Regions from separate parts of the Zea mays genome. Here region 2 is linked to region 1. The links are chromatin contacts, called in public Hi-C maps. All regions are on one chromosome and are shown on one strand. Each heading gives the region's core, a stretch centred on a gene start, on an enhancer-like site or on the middle of the called end of the contact. The rest is flanking DNA. Distances are from core to core; before and after follow the strand shown.

The links. A called contact is a pair of places that touch in the nucleus more often than the background predicts.
Region 2: a contact with region 1 is called in a Hi-C map of ear, with 3 times the contacts expected there. The contact joins the promoter of LOC100283930 here to the promoter of LOC100283567 in region 1. A contact is called at or near these places in 2 of 25 Hi-C or Micro-C datasets (ear and endosperm).

Annotation. Positions count from the first base shown.
Region 1 is chr3:39,499,864-39,503,493 of Zm-B73-REFERENCE-NAM-5.0, reverse strand. LOC100283567 reads right to left here and starts at 1,967. Exons shown (of 2, transcript NM_001371947.1): 1 at 426-1,967. The coding sequence starts at 1,790. The coding sequence ends at 426. LOC100383468 (putative splicing factor 3A subunit 1) reads left to right here and starts at 2,494. Exons shown (of 2, transcript NM_001176116.1): 1 at 2,494-3,630. The coding sequence starts at 2,570.
Region 2 is chr3:39,847,111-39,850,740 of Zm-B73-REFERENCE-NAM-5.0, reverse strand. LOC100283930 reads right to left here and starts at 1,731. Exons shown (of 10, transcript NM_001156828.2): 1 at 1,194-1,731; 2 at 1,045-1,101; 3 at 298-360; 4 at 161-217; 5 at 1-38. The coding sequence starts at 1,592.

The DNA of each region.
Region 1 (3,630 bases), core at 718-3,217:
TTTCAAACTCTAATCCCTGACATAGCAATTGGCCATTTCAGAAACTAAACCTGAAATGATAACTAAATTTCTACTGGGAGCATGCTAATTGTCATAAGTATCTGATTAACCAGGGAAAAAAATATCTAACATGGCTGCAGCTTTTTTCAGCTGCAGCTGTAGACTGGCTACAAGAAATAGGCTACTGTCTACTGTAGCTAATATTAGAAGCAGTCACATCTGCGCCCAAATAAGCTGCAGCAGGCACACTAAATGCAAAAGATTATAAAATTACTTTTATACAGCAACAATAATCACTTATGGACATGCAAAACTAATTTTCATATCAGAACAAGTAAAATCGCAAGGTTTCTTTTAACGCAAAACAGAAATCAGAAAAAAATGTAGTTTCCTGCAGTTAGATGCATCTACCTGCCAAATCTTACCTAATGACCCATGTAATGTCTTCCAGGGCCTCCTGAAGAAGCACCCCCATACCCACCAGAACCACCGTAGCCACCCATATAACCACCTTGCATCCCCTGCACGCTGCTACCACCCAATGCACCAGTTGGCCCCTGCGGAGGCAACCCCGATCCATTAGCACCGACCCCCAGAATGCTATTAAAACTCAGCCCACCCCCCTGCTGGGTGGCAAGCAAAGCTGTCAAGGCCTGCCCCAGAGCAGGATCCACACCTGGGGCAGCAGAAATACCACCAGGCAATGAAGCCAATCCAGGTGCCAGAGGTGACATTGGCTGGACAATACCAACAGTTCCGGGCAGAGAATGACTAGTAGCTCCATAACCAGCAAACCCCTTGCCCCCACTTGAAGCTCCAGCACCGAAAAAACCTCCAGCTCCTCCTAATTTGTTCGGCTTTGGTCCATCAATCGCCTTCTGGCAGTGCAGCATCACTCCCTCAAAATGCTTATGTGGCTCCTCAAGAGCCTTCTTGGCACTTTCAATGGTCTTGTAGACAAAAAGAGCAAATCCCTTGGGTTTCCCAGTGACCTTGTCAAGACCAAGCGGGCCTTCCTCGATCTCACCAAACCTCGCAAAGAACTGAAGCAATTTCTGCGGATCGATATCTGCACCAACATTGCTGACAAATATCTTTCGTTGTGTATACTCTGACACTGGTGGCAACTGCAATTGAACCGGGGCTGGTGCAGCGCTGTTGGGCGCACCACCAGGGACAGGGCCAACAGAGGCGAGCTGGCAGGCGGTGCTGCGGTTACCAATCTTCTTCTGGGGCTCGCGTAGTGCAGCTCGGGCGCCGGAGCGGTGACGGAAGAGGATGAACCCGTACCCCTTGCACTTGCCCGTGTTGCGGTCGGTGACGACCTTGAGATCCTCTATCTCGCCGTATGGGCCGAAGGCCTCGGTGAGGGTGTCGGTTGTGGTGTCCCAGCCGAGGCCGTGTACGAAGATCTTCCGCTGAGCCGGGTCGGCGTCGGCCACGCGCCGGATGGTGGTTAGCACGTCGCCGTGAGCGATGGCAGCGTCGCGTAACAGCTCGACGAGCTGGTCCTTGGGGAACGAATCCAGCAGCGCCTGGATCGAAGCCTGGTCGCTCTCGCCTTCTTCTTCCTCTTCCACTTCCACTTCCTCCTCGACCTCCACCTCCTCGATTTCCTCTACATCCTCGCCGCCTGCCCCCTGCGGCAGCTTCTCCATCGTAGCCTCGACGGGGGCGAGGACCTCGGATAGACCAGCGGCCTTAGCGGTGGCAGACCTGGTGGTCGGGGAGGCCTTAACCGGCGTGAACCCTGCCGCCGATTTGGGCTCGAGCTTCCGCTTCTTGCCCATAGCAACGGCGATACGGCGTGGGAAGACGGGAATTGCGTCGTGCTAGGGTTTCGATGGAGAGGAGATTGGGGAACGAGGGGAAGACTTTTGCCGTTTCATATAGCTGAAGTAGGCAAGTAGCTAACGCGGCGTCGGACGGGCTGTCTGTGCATCATGTGACCTGGACCTGAATAATGTAAGAAAGGCCCACCAACAGAATTGGCGGTTGGTTTTTCTTCCTCTTCCAAGGCTTTCTCCAACAGTGAAAGCAAATGAAAAAAAAGTTAATTAGTTATGTGTTATTATATACTTTTTCTGGTTTTGATATCTGCCATTGAAATTTTTTAGCAACCATTAAATTTTTTATATTTGGAATACGTCATTTTATACTGATCTTACCTTCTCCAACAGGCTGCCGAGCCTGCCCATCACCCATCAGAGCACTTGCTGTCATCCCAACTATCTCTCCGTGTACACCCCAGTCATTAGTCATTACAGACCTTGCTCCTAAAAATTATTCAATAGGAACACTGAATACTGCAAGATTATGAAGTAATAGTGGATCGTTTATCTGTAAAAAAAATCACTCACAACTGCAAAAAAGCAGCCATTCACAACTGCAAAAAAAAAAACAATTACCGACAACCACAAGGCCACAACCCTCCAATCGTATATTCGTATGGCTGCCGTGACGGGGTCTGTCGTGTCTCGTAGGAGTGACGGGGTCTGTCGTGTCTCGACCCGACCTCCCTCCCTCCCTCCTTCCGTTCCGATCTAAACCCGCCGAAACCCTAATCCTCATGCCCGCCGCCATGGGCACCCCCATCCTGACCCTCCCCGCACCGGATGGCAACGGCACCGGTGGCGGCGACGCCAACCAGCAGCTGCTGCAGGCGCCGCCAAAGCCTCCCCCTCCCGGCGCGAAGACGGACCCCCCGGCGACGGTGGCCACCCACACGCGCACCATCGGCATCATCCACCCTCCGCCCGACATCCGCGTCATTATCGAGAAGACGGCTACCTTCGTCGCCAAGAACGGACCCGAGTTCGAGCGCCGCATCATCTCCCTCAACCAGGGCAACGCCAAATTCAACTTCCTCCAGCCCTCGGATCCCTACCACGCCTACTACCAGCACCGCGTTTCCGAGATAGCCGCTACGCCGCCCAGCGCGGACGGCCTCTCGGGCGCGGAGACTGACACGGCTCCCGCCGAAGCGCCAGCGTCGACCCCGGCCGACGGCGCCGCCGCCGTACCCGCAGATGGCGCCGCTGTGGACACAAAGGCCGACCACTCCGCGCCCTTCCGCGTGGTGCCGCCGCCCAAGGTGCTGGTGCCACCCAAGGCGGAGCTGTACACGGTGCGGCTGCCCGAGGGTATCACAGGGGAGGAGCTAGACATCATCAAGCTGACCGCCCAATTTGTGGCGCGGAACGGGAAGAACTTCCTGACGAGCCTGGCACAGCGCGAGAGCAACAACATGCAGTTCCACTTCATCCGGCCCACGCACAGCATGTTCCCCTTCTTTACGGAGCTCACAGATGCGTACTCCAGGGTGCTGAGGCCGGCAGAGGGGGTGCCTGCACTGCTAAAAGAGCTGAGGGAGGGGTCAAAGGACCTGACTACAGTGTTGGAGAGATGCTTGAACCGGTTGGAGTGGGATCGGTCGCAGGAGCAGGCAAGGCAGCAGGCAGAGGATGAGGTTGAGCAGGAACGGATGCAAATGTCAATGATTGATTGGCATGATTTTGTTGTTGTGGAGACCATTGAATTTGCAGATGATGAGTATGAAGGGCTTCCTGTGCCACTTACATTGGAGGAATTGAAGCGTCAGAAGAGGATGGAGAACTTGGGAGAGGAGGA
Region 2 (3,630 bases), core at 482-2,981, 350 kb before region 1:
AATACAGAAAGCTCTCCATCCTTTCTCCGGAAAATTTTCTGAATTAAAAAGCAGTAACATTGTGACTTACTGACTTATGAGAGAGAGAAATGAAGAACTCACTATCACAAAGAATGTAAAAATAAATTGATGACTAAGTGTAACCGTGAGTAACTATGACCTTGTAAACTTCATACGAGAAGAGTTGCACTGCACTGTAAGGAATTATGCGAATGACCTGGACAAGTTAATGGGAGATGGATAGGAATCAGCACAGCACAGCAAGATAAACCATGGATGATAGGGAACATCAAGCACCTGTGGAAGGTTTCCTTTCCAGTAACCCTTAAGCCCATCCTTCTTTCCAATGTCTGCCATAGCCTGCATAATTGCAGATACATTATATTACAATATATTATCTAAAGTCGTAACCATTTAACTCCAGATAGCGCCTATCATATGTTTTTTTTAAAGAAAGCATTATAATTCACAATTCAAGCCCATCTAAACGATTAGGATTACTGGTTCAGTCGGATGGTTAGTACCCATGTTATAATTGCACAATAACTACCTGAGCATATTTGTGGATCCCTATTTTCAATAGGCATGTCAGAAAGCAACATGACATAGACTCGGAAAAGAGACCCCATCCAAGGACATATGCAACACGCCCATTAATTCATTAGTGATTTGTATATTAAGCTTTCTTATCTGTGCTGATATTATATTAAGCATAGGATTTCTTTTCCTAATGCAGTCATTTGTCAATTGACCAGTATAAATCGTATCCCTAGCATTGATGCAAGAAAGTTATCGGGAACCTCGTATCCTGTTAAAGTCTTAAGATAAGTTCTATAAAGGAATTCACTCTATAAACTCTGGTGTATTTCAGAATATTTCTCTGGTGTACTTCAGAATATTCCACCGATGTGAATTTTCCACAAAGAACGTAGCGCAGGAGATGAGAAATTTCCACAGAAAATGTAAGTTCAGAAGGTAATGTCTGAATGCACAGCATCAGGGTGAAACTAAATCCAGCAAAGAAAAGCGCCTCATATTGGTTACCTCGAGAAATCCAACACCCTTCTTGGCACTCTCTCCCGCCACCCGCACGCTATGCGTCTAGATAGATGAAAAAAGAACAAAACTAAATCGCGTCAGCCGCAAAGCAATAGTATGAAGACCGAATTAGATCCGCACGGTGGGTGGCGTGCCTGCATGAGGATCTTGACGCGGTCGAGGGGCGCGGTGACGGTCTTGGCTACAGTGCCCGCGGCGGCCCCCGCGGCAAAGATCGCGGCGCTGTTGGGTACTAGCGCCAGCAGCGCGAGCGGATGGCTCACCAGCTGCGCCGCGGGGGGCAGCCTGCGCTCCGTCGACTTCGTCTTCTTCCTCTCCTCCCCGGCCACCGCCTCCTTCACCTCATCGGATCGTACGACAACCGCCTCCTCAACCGCCTTGGCGACGGCCGCGGCGGAGTCCCCGCCGTCGCGGACGGAGAGCGAGGCGAAGGCGAGGAGCCGAGGCCCCGCGCGGAGGAGCGGCGGCGCACCGGCGTGGTTCTTCCGCGGGGGCCGCCACGAGTCGCAGGTCTCGACCCGGTGGCGGCTCATCGGGGGCGGCGGGGTGTCCTTCCGGGATCTGCGAGCCCCGCGGGAATCGGGAGGCGATTGAAGAAAGGGGTGACAGCACGAGAAGAATTGAGCAGGCGGGGGAAGGAAAGCAAAAGAGGGGATAGGGATAGGATAGCTCGGTAGGGATTATAGTCGTGCTTAACGCATAATCAAACCCGCATGTGATACCGTTCTGGAGCGGGCGTGTGTCGTGGACACGCAGGCGAACTTTTTCTCCCGTCCGGTCTCTGGTCTCTGCATCGGGAATTTTTGTCCAAAGCAATCCGGCTTCATTCCGAAATACTGTATAATATTTGAGAGCAAATATAACTTAATTATATTAAATGGATATAAATGGGGTAAATAAGATTTAAAATAACAAGAGATATCTAACTTGGAGTTTAGTTTACTAATAGGACTATTAGTCTATGAGTCCGTTCGGCTCGACTCTATCTTTTTGTCTGGGAAAAGTTAAAACACAATCAAACATCTTTTTAAACGGTTTAAAACATCTAAAGATAGAGCTATTCTCTACTAACTATTAAGGCTTTCGTGTAGACTGCCCTCGCCTCCTCTCTGCGCACGGCAATCCATCATCAGCAACGGCAGCCGCATACCCCGCGCGCACGTCCCGAGCAATCCGCCGTCGCAACCGTGCCCGCCTCCCTGCGCGCATGCCCCGTGCAACCCCGCAATCCCAAACCCTCCACTCCTCCTCCCCTGCGTCCCCCACTGTCACCGGGCCATGGCGGCCTCCTCCTCCCGCGGCGGCGCCGCTGCCTCCGCTGATGACGACGACGAGCCCTACCTCCTGGGCTTCATCATCTCCAAGATCGTTGGTATGCTCTACTACCGCGGCAAGGTCGCCGGCCGCGAGCCGCTCAACCAGTACGACAACAACGCCATCGTCGTCTTTAACGCCCGCAACGACCAGGTTGGCCACCTCCCAGGCGTCCTCGCGGCAGTGCTCGCCCCACTCCTCGACTCCCACCTCCTCGTCGTGGCGCAGGGCATCATGCCCCGGTCGGGCTCGAAGATCAACCCCAACGCTTACAGCCTCCCCTGCCAGGTCCACCTATTCGCGCGCCCCGCCGCCGCCTCCGTCGTCGAGGCCGCGCTCCACGAGGCTGGCATCGACCTCATCCACGTCGACCACCCCGAGTTCACCCTCTCCCAAGCGGGCGTGGTCATGGAGCAGTTCAAGAAACCGGACCGCGACCACGATGTCGATAAGCTCTTCTCGCTTGTGGGGAAAGAAGGGAAGAATCAGACTCAGCGCATGGACCCGCCCGGGGATGTCGTGCTATCCGAGCTCTTCGGACACCAGAAGGAGGCGCTAGGGTGGATGGTGCACCGGGAGGAGTCTGCCGACCTGCCGCCCTTCTGGCAAGAAGGTGAAGATGGGGGATTCGAGAACGTGCTTACCAATCAAAAGACGGAGAAACGACCACCGCCGTTAAAAGGGCGGGATCTTTGCTGATGATATGGGGCTAGGGAAGACGCTTACACTTCTGTCATTGATTGGAAGGACTAAAGCTCGCAATGTGGGTGCAAAGAAGGCTAGAGGGGGCAAGCTTCTGGTCTGCCCACCCACTCTGGCAAGAAGCTTGTGGTCTGCCCACCCTCGGTGTTCTCATCTTGGGTGTTCTCATCAAATAAATGTAGGATGCTTCTGTACCTTCAAGGTTCGTCCTTCTGAACTCTGATGTTCTTATGATTAAAGTTTTCATTCCAAATGTTTATTTGGTCAGGTTGCCGCTAATTTATCAGCTCCAGTGTCGTCAATCTCATTAGGCATACCTGCTCGGTCTCAACATGAGGCTAATTCATTTGTGATTATATGCAGTAATATTGTGATTTTTGGACTTTCACCATTAAAGGCACTCATTCCTGTGTTTCCAAATGTCCCAAGCCACCACGGTAATGGGTGTATTGAGCCCTTCTTCATACAATTGTTCTTGACATTAACGTTGTTTCCAATACACCTTCCAATGCTCTGTACATTGTGAGAAAGAAAATTAAAAACGTAGTGTTAAAA